Linked DNA regions of Pan troglodytes: region 2 is linked to region 1. The links are chromatin contacts, called in public Hi-C maps. All regions are on one chromosome and are shown on one strand. Each heading gives the region's core, a stretch centred on a gene start, on an enhancer-like site or on the middle of the called end of the contact. The rest is flanking DNA. Distances are from core to core; before and after follow the strand shown. Region 1 holds the start of SPRY1 (sprouty RTK signaling antagonist 1). Region 2 overlaps LOC104006192 (a long non-coding RNA gene).

The links. Hi-C and Micro-C count contacts between places; a contact is called where the count stands out from the background.
Region 2: a Hi-C map of stem cell-derived neural progenitor cells shows a contact between it and region 1, with 3 times the contacts expected there. The contact joins the enhancer-like site here to the promoter of SPRY1 in region 1. A contact is called at or near these places in 1 of 7 Hi-C or Micro-C datasets (stem cell-derived neural progenitor cells) and 1 of 1 datasets of contacts at active chromatin or transcription factors (stem cell-derived excitatory neurons).

Annotation. Positions count from the first base shown.
Region 1 is chr3:124,571,674-124,577,372 of NHGRI_mPanTro3-v2.0_pri, reverse strand. SPRY1 (sprouty RTK signaling antagonist 1) reads right to left here and starts at 3,541. Exons shown (of 2, transcript XM_517428.8): 1 at 3,411-3,541; 2 at 1-386. The coding sequence starts at 331.
Region 2 is chr3:124,772,849-124,778,301 of NHGRI_mPanTro3-v2.0_pri, reverse strand. The region is part of intron 3 of LOC104006192 (a long non-coding RNA gene); the gene reads right to left. Among named protein-coding and RNA genes, the nearest start is that of TRNAC-GCA, 92 kb to the right of the region's middle. Within about 2 kb of position 3,736, at least 7 of the 24 cell types and tissues checked have an H3K27ac peak or open chromatin away from gene starts, as enhancers often do. A contact at or near this core is called in stem cell-derived neural progenitor cells, where this site is marked.

The DNA.
Region 1 (5,699 bases), core at 2,292-4,791:
AAATGGGGCCCCTGGCATTACTTGGGAGTACTGCATGTCCCAGGTGGCTTGTGTGTCTGTGCTCGTAGTTATTATTCACATTAATTGGTATGATTTCATGAGTCCTTTCATGCTTTTCTTGTCTTGGTGCTGTCCGAGGAGCAGGTCTTTTCACCACCGAAGGCCCTTCTGTGTATTCATTGCTGCCTCTTATGGCCTTGATCTGGTCTAAGGACAAAATAGCAGTAGGCTGAATCTCTCTCTCATAGTCTAATCTCTGACGGCTATCCAAAGAAGGCTGCTGGATCACAACTAACGAACTGCCACTGCCATGTTGATTTTGGGGATCCATGTGTAGTGATCTCGAGTTCTGGCAATCAGTGGAAACCTGGCATGCATCTGAAATCCTAAAACGAAATCAAAGATGAAAAAAACACAGAAAATAAATGACAGGAAGCATTTTTGAGGGGGGGGGGGAATCCTGTCAAATCACAAATTGCCTAAACCGCCTAGTAATGACCTCCTTCATCAGTGGATTACAATGATGCTGGGGTCCTGGCCAGAGTCCAATTCTAGGAGAGGCTGGGGACCACATCATAGAGGAAGACTATAAACGAGAGACCCCATGCCATAAACATTACAAGTTTTTCCAACTTTTAAGAAGCAGAATCAAGAGGAAGTAATGCCTTCCTGTTTGTGAATCTAATAATTAAAATGGAGCATGCCTTCGCAGGGAATACTGAGTATAAGCAGGAGAATAACTCTCATCTAAAGAAAGCTCAGTTATCAGTTCATAGGTGGCTTCTATAAAGGAAAATGTCTACCTTTTAAGAAATTGAGAATGGCTTTGGTGCTACAGCCTTTTTGTTGTGTGCTGTTATATGCATTAGATTAATGATGAAAAAAATTAAGGAATTAAAAAATTGAGACTCTAAAATGAAATCGCAAAATAATAGGTAATTTTCTATATAAATCAGAATTTTAAAACTACCTTATTATTCATCTATGAGATGCAAAAATAAATGTATCAGGTACACAACGATTCTTGGTGTTTTGGAGCTACAAACACACACACACAAGACTCAATGTATAGTCCAGTGAATGATACAACGGTACTCATATTTGAAATCCTGAGAGGATTTTTTTTTAAGCTGAAGGGCTCACTCACAAAACAAAGTAAGTTTTATGCACAAATAAGTGTGAGGCCTTTAACGCAGTGTAGGGAAATCCTGGCAGTTTTAATTATCTGTATTTCCTCTGATTTAAAAATCTGTATTTACATGACAGACCTTGATTTTCAAACGCACTGCCAACTCTGATTCAATGTGCTTCTTGTAACAAAATCAGCACACTAATATCCAGATAAAAATAAGCAGTTGTGTTTCCATACTAATAGTAAGTTATTTCTAATTTATAATGTGTTCTTCACAAACTACCAAAGATGAAAGTTTCTGCTTTCAGTGGTGAACTAGAGTATTTTTCACACAAATTCCTTCTAAAGTCTACAGAGTCGACCCAATTCAAGAATGAAAAGAAAAAGAAATGTCCATTCTCCACTACCAACCTGAGGCAAAAAACATGGTTTAAGGAATAACGCAGAAAGAAGTCCATTTCCTATATTTCCTAAACTAATGTCTCTAAACTATGTCTTACATGTTAACTTCTTGGAGCTCCCCCTCGTTTTCACAACTCAGCTCTCTCAAGTTTCTACTTTATTCCACCTTCTTTGCGCATGAGGAGTAACACATTCATAACCTGCGGGGATTTAGTCTTGGAGTCCTCAACATCTAATCCTGACTCCTGCACGATTATTCCTCTTCTTCAAGAACTTCTTAACTCAGTGCTTTCAAAGCAAAAGGCAGCTAAAAGTACTAAGCCAGATTCACAAAACCGTAGAGGATTTGAATAGTGTAACCCATAACACCAGGCACAACTTTAATTTGCATTTCCAATGATAGTTGTAACAAACTTCATACTGGCTGGGAAATGAAGTTGCCAGACAAAAAAATTAAAAGCAAAGAAAATTCGCCACCTCCGATCCGAAGAAAAGCCCATTTTCAAGCAGTGACAGTCTTGGACAAGCCCCAAACACGCTCACACGCGCTCGGCACACTGCCTTCCCCAAGAAAACGCGAATGGAAGTAGAATACCTTTTCGGACAATCCCATCACCATACTAAGGATCACCGTGGATTTCCAACACACTTTTTGCGTGGCCCACCAAGGTTTCTGACAAATCATGAAGAGTCTTCAGCGTCCACGCGGGAGCCCAAAGCAAGCCCACGGTCTGGCTGACCCTAAGCAAGGATTTGTCTATGCTTTAAAGGAAAAGCTGGGTTCACCGAGGGCCGAGGAGAAAGCAGCCAGCGCAGGGGCGGCCACATTGCAAGTTACCACGGTGGAGCTGCGCCCTCTGCAATCCGCACTGAATAAATAGTTGACGGAAGAAGGAAAAGGAAAAAGTTATGAATGAAAACAAGTTCTTTCTCCCTCTCTCTGGTAGGAGGAGGGGAGGAGGCTGAGGTTACCATGAGCTCAGGAGGGCGGACTTCCCCACTTTTTTTTTTTGAGCCGGAGTCTCACTTTGTCTCCCAGGCTGGAGTGCAGTGGCGCGACCTTGGCTCACTGCAACCTCCGCCTCCCGGGTTCAAGCGGGTCTCCCGCCTCAGTCTCTCGAGTAGCTGTGACTACAGTCGCGCGTCACCACGGCCGGCTAATTTTTGCATTTTTAGTGAAGACGGGGTTTCATCAGTTGGTCGGGCTGGTCTCGAACTCCTGACCTCAGTTGATCAGCGCGCCTCGGCCTCCCCAAGTGCTGGGATTACAGGCGTGAGCCACCGCGCCCGGCCGACTTCCCCACTTTTAAAGTGGCAGTGCCCTCTCCCTTCCCCTGTCTTTGCACTGAGCTCCAAACCAGAAGAAAGTTGCGGCTGGCTTTGGGGCTGCCTAATTCTATCGAGGGGATAATCGGCGAATTCCGGAGATGTGCCTACACACACACACACGCACACACACAGCCTTTGTCGTCCCCCTGCTTGACGCACACTCCTCCAAAGAGGGCCCCCGGGGACATCCCCAGAGCCGCCTGAAATCCCCCTTGGGCGTGAAGGGCTCTCCGAGAGAACAACCTGGGCCACCGCGCCGCCGCTCCGGGTAATCGGGGATGGAGGAGACCCTGTCCTGTTACGTTCCGCAGCCGCGGACCGTCGCCCACCCCGCCACCCAACCTTGAGCCCCCAGAAGCCGCCGCCCCCAGGGGGCAGGGAGCGGCGGGAGGGGCCGCGCCGAGCGAGGTCGTCCCTCCCCTCCCCTCCTCTCCCGGAGTCCTGGCTCGGGCAGCAGCGCCGCCGAGTCCGCACCTGCCGCGCCGAGCGAGCCCCGCCCGCGCGCCTACAGCCCAGCGGGCCGAGGGCGGCCGCCGCACACACTCACCTAAGCCGAAGCGATGGCCGGGGGCCAAGCCGTGCGACCCGGCCCAGGTCCTGGTGCGGGCGGCGGCGTGCACGTGCCGCATCAACCGCGGCGGGGAGGGCGAGGCGGCATCGCCGGAGCTGGAGCGCCTCGGCCCGCGGCCTCCCCCGCCCCCGCCGCCACCGGCCAGGAGCGCTCCCCGCGGCCCCCTTCCGGCTGCGGAGGGCAGTTCTCCCGCGGCTCCGCGCGGCCGGGCCCGGACCTCTCACGGCTGGTGCTCGCCGGGCGGCTCAGTAACATCCACCTCGGGAGGTCTTCTCCTGCAGCCCCTTTCCAAGAACCAGTTTTTACAAATCCTTTCAGGAAGGCTCCCCAAGTCTCAGAAAAACAAGTAGGGGAGTGGCGGAGTCGAGTGCGTGACGGGCCAGCTGACGGCACGGTGTGCTCAGAGAACTCGGGTTCTAGTCGCTCCTCGCAAGGAACGAAGGAAGGGATGGCGGCCTCCTGACGAGCGAAAAATCCACGTCACGGGCGTTCGAGACTCCGCAGCGCCCGGGTCGGGGCCCGAACCGGCGTCGGCGGGTGGATCACGGAGCCGCGCAGTACCCCGGCGAGACCTCGGAGCACGCGCCTGCCAGGCAGAGGCTGCCGCGGCCAGGAGGGGGAGGGGGATTTTTTTACCCTTTTTTTTTTTTTTTTTTTTTTTTTTTTTTTAGCGGGGAGGAGTGAAGAGAGTGAGGTTTGGGGATCCTTCTCGAAGAGAGAAAGGCGGGCGTCGTCCCTTGTCCCCCGCGCAGGCCGACGCGCTTAGCCGATTCCGCACGTTGGGCAAGTGGGGGCACAGCGTCCCCGGGCACTCCGGTCCCGGCAGGTCAGCCTCTCCCGGGCAGCGCTCACACCCAGTCCTCCGAGCCTGGGGTTCCACGGCCGAAATGCCTGCGACACAGAATTAGAGATAGAAGCTTGTGAATGTCCCTTTCTTCGAAAGGCTGGGACCCGGGGCGGGCCGCTGGCCAGCTCGCCCGCAGCCCGTTGCCATGTGCTCCCTGTTGCTGCTCCCAGTGATTGACAGGCCGGCGCACAGTCGGCGTGTCAGCCGCGAACCAAAGTAACATGCAGTCCTGCACGTTTTTGCCGAGGTGCTTTTGCCCCCTGGAATGCCTAGGAGTTCAAACAACGTTCAAGCAACGCCTCTGCGCGTTAGGAATCAATACACAGAGACGGGAAATTCAGGTTTTAAACCAATGCTTCGCTCGGGCTTCGGTCGCCAACAATGCCTAAACAAACACGCATTTGGTCCATACACCGAGTGCTAGCCCCTCTTCGCATAAAGGCATTAACGGCTCTGTGTTTCACAAATTCGATCGTTTCAGACTTTAAACGTCTACTGTTCGGTTAAGGAAAGGTGAAAGGGACCCTGCTTTTTCTTTTAGCGGTAGCATTTACTTTAAGAGCATTAGTTTTAGCAGTGGGAATGCTACCGGTGTTTTGAAATGCAACCAGTAACCTTAGCTGGAAAGCAAGTTCAAATAAATAAATGTTCAGTTCCTTGCAAAAGTCAACATTTCTCACCTTATCTTTCCTAAAATGTCTACGGAAGGAAACGGTACTTACCTAATGCAAAGATTGCAAATTGCTTTTCAGGCACATTTAACAGCGACTGTAGCTGTTCCTTATCCAGGGCAGGGAAGCTGATAATCACTCTGCAAACCACTGCGTGCTTTACAGAGCGGTCTCACTCCGGCTCCGCGGAATTTCAGCTCCTTGCCTCCACCTCCACCTCCACTCCGGGACACGCCTCCGGTGATATCATGTGTCAATCACTCGGGCTGCCCGAAAACCTGGAACAGGATTTCCTTAACTATCGTTTCCTCTTTCGTTTATGTGTACCAACTTGGAAATGTTGCCCTACAGACTCGTGTAATAAACATCCTCTTAAAACTTCGGGAGTGCCTCTAAAAATTCTGCAAATGCAGTTTGTCATAGAGGAATACATTCGGATTTGGTTAGCAATCTTTAGTTGTCGATCTCAATTAAAAGGATTGGTGGACTCTACTCTTAAGTTGAATTAGAAAAGAATTGTGAAGAATAAAAGAAAATGAAAAAAGTTGTATGCCAAGCCATCACTTCTGACCAACTAGAGGGAAAACGTATATTGACACAAAAAGATGATTATATAACATTACAGTTCCTATTTACAACAAAGTTCAGAATATGTGAAACCTAAAGTTCAAAAGGTGGCACTCCTTACTGCAAATGTAATATAAGGATATGTAATAAAGGTGAAATTTTCTGCTGTGGGTTTTTTAA
Region 2 (5,453 bases), core at 2,487-4,986, 200 kb before region 1:
TCTAAATTACTTCTTGATACCTGGGCAGCAGAATGGGTGTTCTATCAGCAGGCATGAAAACAAAATTAATGTCCTTGTACATCTCTATCAGTGCTTTTGGGTGATCAGGTCCATTGTTAATGAACAGTAATATTTTGAAAGGAATCTTTTTTTCTGAGCAGTAGATCATCAGTATACATAAAATATTTAGTAAACCATGCTGTAAGTAGATGTGCTGTCATCCAGGCTTTGTTGCCTCACTTATACAGCACAGGCAGAGTAGATTTAACATAATTCTTAGGGGCCCTAGGATTTTCAGATGGTAAATGAGCGTTGACTTCAACTTAAAGTCACCAGCTGCATTAGCCCCTAACGAGAGAGTCAGCCTGTCCTTTGAAGCTTTGAAGCCAGACATTGACTTTTCCTCTGTAGCTGTGTTAGCAGCTGCAAATCCATTTGGGTCTGCAGCAACCTCAACTCTCACATCCTCAGAAGACTTCGACCAAAAGTCAAAACACAGAGTGAGAGACTAAGTCGAGTTTTAGAGCAGGAGTGAAAGTTTGTTTAAAAGTTTTAGGGACCAGACGCGGTGGCTCACACCTGTAATCCCAGCACTTTGGGAGGCCAAGGCAGGCAGATCACTTGAGCTCAGGAGTTCGAGACGAGCATGGCCAACATGGCGAAACACTGTCTCTAGTAAAAATACAAAAATTATCTGGGCATGTGGTGTACGCTTGTACTCCCAGCACTCAGGAGACTGAGGCAGGAGAATCGCTTGAACCCAGGAGCCTGAGGTTGCAGTGAGCCAAGATGGTGCCAATGCACTCCAGCCTGGGAGACAGAGTGCGACTCCATCTCAAAAATAAATAAATAAATAAAAATAAAAGGAAAGAAAATAAAAGTTTTAGGGCAGGAATGAAAGGAAGTACGCTTGGAAGAGGGCCAAGTGGGCAACTTAAGAAAATCAAGTACGTGGTTTGACCTTTGATTTGGGGAGTCATATGTTGGCATGCTTCCAAGGCTGCATTACATCTCCCATTTCTTCCCTTGGGCAGGCTGTCCGTATGCACAGTGGCTGCCAGCACTTGTGAGGGACTGCATGCACGGTGTGTTTACTGGAGTTGTATGTATGTGTGCTCACTTGAGGCGTTCTTCTCTTACCAGTTGAATGTTCCTAGAAGGTCAAATACCAGTTAAACTCCAATATTTTGCCTCTTAGTGCATATGCTTGAGCCCACTCACCCAGCCCCTAGATTTTATCAGGAAGCTGCTGATCACCAGTTTCAGATATTTCTATCTATTGGGAGACTGCCTTTCCCTGGCGCTGGCTGCAATCAATTATTATTTTAGAGAGACTGTTAACAACCACCTGACCATCACCTGATGGTAGCCTGACATTCCTGTTGGGAAGGAGGCCCTCTCCTGGCCTGCTCATGTCTGCCTGACTACCTACTGTAACACTGTGAAAGTCCTAGGTGGCATCTTCTTCCAACTGAAGGCTGTTTTGTCTATAGTGAAAGCCTATTGTTTAGTGTGGTCACTTTTATCAATTAGCTAGTCCTTCTGGATGACTTCTACATCAGCATTTACTGCTTCACTTTGCACTTTTATGTTAGGGAGAGGGCTTCTTTCCTTAAACCTCAGGAACCAACCTCTGCTAGCTTCCAATTTTTCTTCTACAGTTTCCTCACCTCTCTCAGACCTTCATAAAATGGAAGAGAGTTAGAATCTTGCTCTGGGGCTTTGGCTTGTGGGAATGCTGTAGCTGGTTTGATCTTTTATCCAGACCACTTAAACTTTCTCCATATCAACATAAGGCTGTTGCACTTTCTTTTCCTTTCTTTTCTTTTTAAATAGAGACAGGGTCTCACTATGTTGCCCAGGCTGGTCTCAAACTCCCAGGCTCAAGTGATCCTCCTGCCTTGGCCTCCCAAAGTGCTGGGATTAGAAGAGTGAGCCACCATGCCCGGCCTCTGTTGTGCTATCTTATCATTAATGTGTTCATTGGAATAGTACTTTTAATTTCTTCAAGAACTTTTCCTTTGCACTCACAACTTGGCTGTTTGGCACAAGAGGCCTACCTTTTGGCCTATCTTGACTTTAACATGCCTTCCTCACTAAGCTTATTCATTTCCAAATTTGATTCAAAGTGAGAGACTTGCAACTCTTCCTTTCACTTGAACACTTAGAAGCCATTGAAGGGTTATTCGTTGGCCCCATTTCAATATCGTGTGTCTGACGGAATAGGGAGGCCCCAGAGAGACGAGAAAACCATTGGTATGTGGAACAGTCAGAACACACCATCTTGTATGGGGGCAGTTCATGGTGCCCCCACCAAAATTACAATAGTGACATCAAAGATCATGATTACAGATCACTATAACAGATATAATAATAATTGCAGCAAACCACCATGGCACATGTATACCTATGTAACAAATCTGCACGTTCAGCACATGTATCCCAGAATTTAAAGTAAAATTTAAAAATATATATAATAATAATGAAAAAGTTTGAAATATTGTGAAAATTACCACAGTATGACACAGAGACACTAAGTGGGCACATGCTGTTGGGAAGAATAGGGCTGATAGACTTGCTCAATGCAAGGTTGCCACAAACCTTCAATTTGCAGAAAACGCAGCACCTTTGAAGCACAATAAAACAAGGTGTGCCTCTAAAGCTCTAACACAGATCCTGGCTTGGGTAGATGGTTAGTGAATTATATCAGCTTGATTCATTCATTCTACAATTCTGACAGAGCATTACTATCTACCAGTCAGTATCAGCTTTTCTGAAAGATTAGGGAAAGATCATTAACCTTTAGTGAGTGTTTTTTTTCTTTTCTCACATCATAATGGTCCTCAAGATTCAGAATCAGCCGCAGTTGAAATTTAACAAGGACAGTGAACCGACTTCTTCTCCAAAGAGGCAGTTGTATAAAGAGCCGCGTTGATAAAAGTCCTGACTGTCTCATTCTCCACAAGGATTTCTACATAGGTCTAATTTTCATTTTCACAATAAGCCTCAGTATTCACCACATGCAAGTATTTAACTTCGAAACCTCAAAATAATCAATCTCTATCATATTATTGTTCTTAAGCAGCCAGAAATCTCTTCAGAGACTTTATTAGAAATGTTGGTAATCCTTCAAAATGCCAATTGGCGTCTTTTTCAAACTGTTCTGTAACATCATCTCTATCATCATCCTCCACAGATACCTCCAGAAGGATTCTAGTCAATAAGTTACTTAAAGTGTTCACCACACATGTGGGATTAGATACAGATGAGTGGTTGTAATATATTTCAGAGGTCACTGTAAATGCAGAAAGGAAATAGCTGCATATTCTATTTCCTCAAGACAAAATTTGTTTATAGGAATTATTGATTAAAAACATTAAAACAATTTCTGTGTTCACAGAGTACCTTCCTTTCAGTGATTGCAGTCACCAATAAAATTTGTGGTTAAAATATGTCTTAAAATATGTACCACATTTAGATTTGAAATAAGCAGAGAAGGAAATGTTGAATTGTTTTGAGAGGAGAAAAAAAAGAAAAAAAAAATCAGTAAAAGGGAAGCATAGATGGATTTCTTACCTTAACTGCCAAAAATGAGACTGAGTCTCAAAATCTTTTTCTTTCTATAATTTACCAAAGTGAAGGGAGTCAGAGAAATTAGGACTCAATTATCCAGATTCCTAAACAATGGGTCCTGCAGTCACCAGTTAATTGTTTAAGCCTCCACTTCCTTTTGTCTGTGTTTTCTGGGGTGGGAGGGAGGAAAAGAGAAAGGGAACACATAGAAAACAGATGTGGAAAGAAATATTTATCAACAAAAAGTCTTGGCAAACCATGATTTTTATATCGTCCTTGCACTATATTTTCCAAGTTTCCTAGTTTTCTCAAACCCCAAAGAATTTGTAGCTAGAGAGGAAAACCAAAGCTTTTTATATGTTTTCCACAGGATTAGGAAGGCATATTTGGAGAATTCTGATGCTTTTCCCTTAACCTAATATTAATACATGTTTTTGACTCAAGGAATTTCTGTCAGAGAATGGGAGAAATAAAAGGTTCATTTAGCTGGTTTGTTCTGTCCTTGGACTTCCAGGCAGAATAAACAGCACCTTGTGACAAAGGCGGGCCACACGCTGGCTGAGCTCCAGGCAGACACTGGGGGATGCAGTCTGTTTATCAGACAGCACATTGTCTTAACCAGGATGTGGTTGGCTTTTGTAACAAGAAGTATGCAAATAAGTTTCCCAGAGACCCAACACCCTGTTCCCCACCACACTTGTTCCTTCAGTAGACACATGCTAATGGTGGCTGCCCTGAGAACAGAAGAGAGAGCCACAGAAAGAGGAGAGGAAGAGGAAGTGTCCTGAATTAGCCAGATTAGCCAATGGATCTTTTCAAGAAATACACCACAAAGAATACAACTCCAAGCCACCCTGATTCCCCAAAAAAAAAGCATTTTAAAATAATATTGAATATTTTTTAATGTTCAAAAATGTTAAAACTTCTGAATCTGGGTTCATTTATTCTCAGTACAGAGGAAGGCAATGAGGCTTTGAAATGCTGCATGTTCTCTCCAGAAAAATTGCATCACCAGACTCTTCATCAAACCTCTGCCAAGAACGTCTTTCTCAACTTCAGTTGCCTCATATATAAAAAGGTGCTAATAATAGTACCTATGATGTATGGTTGCTGGAAGGATTAAATGAGGTAATTAATAGAAAACAATTTAGCACAATGCCCAGCACACAATCTGGGCTCTGAAAATGCTAGCAGGTTGTATATTATGCTTTATTGAGCTGTGTATCATAAAAACACAAAGAATGAAAGAAAAGTACCAGAGGGAAAGAACTTGAAGTGGTAAACGTAATTACTGAGAAGGAAGAACAGTATCCCACTTGCTACTAGAAAGAGTTTAATGAATTACTAGTTTCTATAGACTTTGGAGTCAGACAGGCCTGGTTTTACATAACCTTGGGAAAATTTCCTAATCTTATCTGTGTCTAGGTTTCTTTATCTGTAACATGAGTTTAACACCCACCAAGCAGGGTTTTAGGAGTAAATGAGACAATACATGAAAAGGTTCACCTTCTTTCAGTCTCCTCACATCACCTTTACATGAAAGTGAGTAACACAGCACCAGGCAAACATAGTCACTGAATAGTGGTTATTATGTGTTTGCTTTATTTACACAATCCTACGATTGGGTTTAAATTCCAGCTCTGCCACTTTATTGCTGTGTAATTTTAGGCCAGTTGCTTAACCTTTCTGGGCTTCAATTTCCTCCACAGTAAAATGGGGCTCCATAATAATACCTATCTCAACAGGTTTGCTGTGAGGATCAAGTGAGCTAATTCCTACAAGGCCCTCAGAACTAGCTCATGGCACTAAATAAAGACTGGCCACTATTGGTTGTAATCATAGTCTTACTACTTGATGCCAACAGTTAATTTCATTTTACT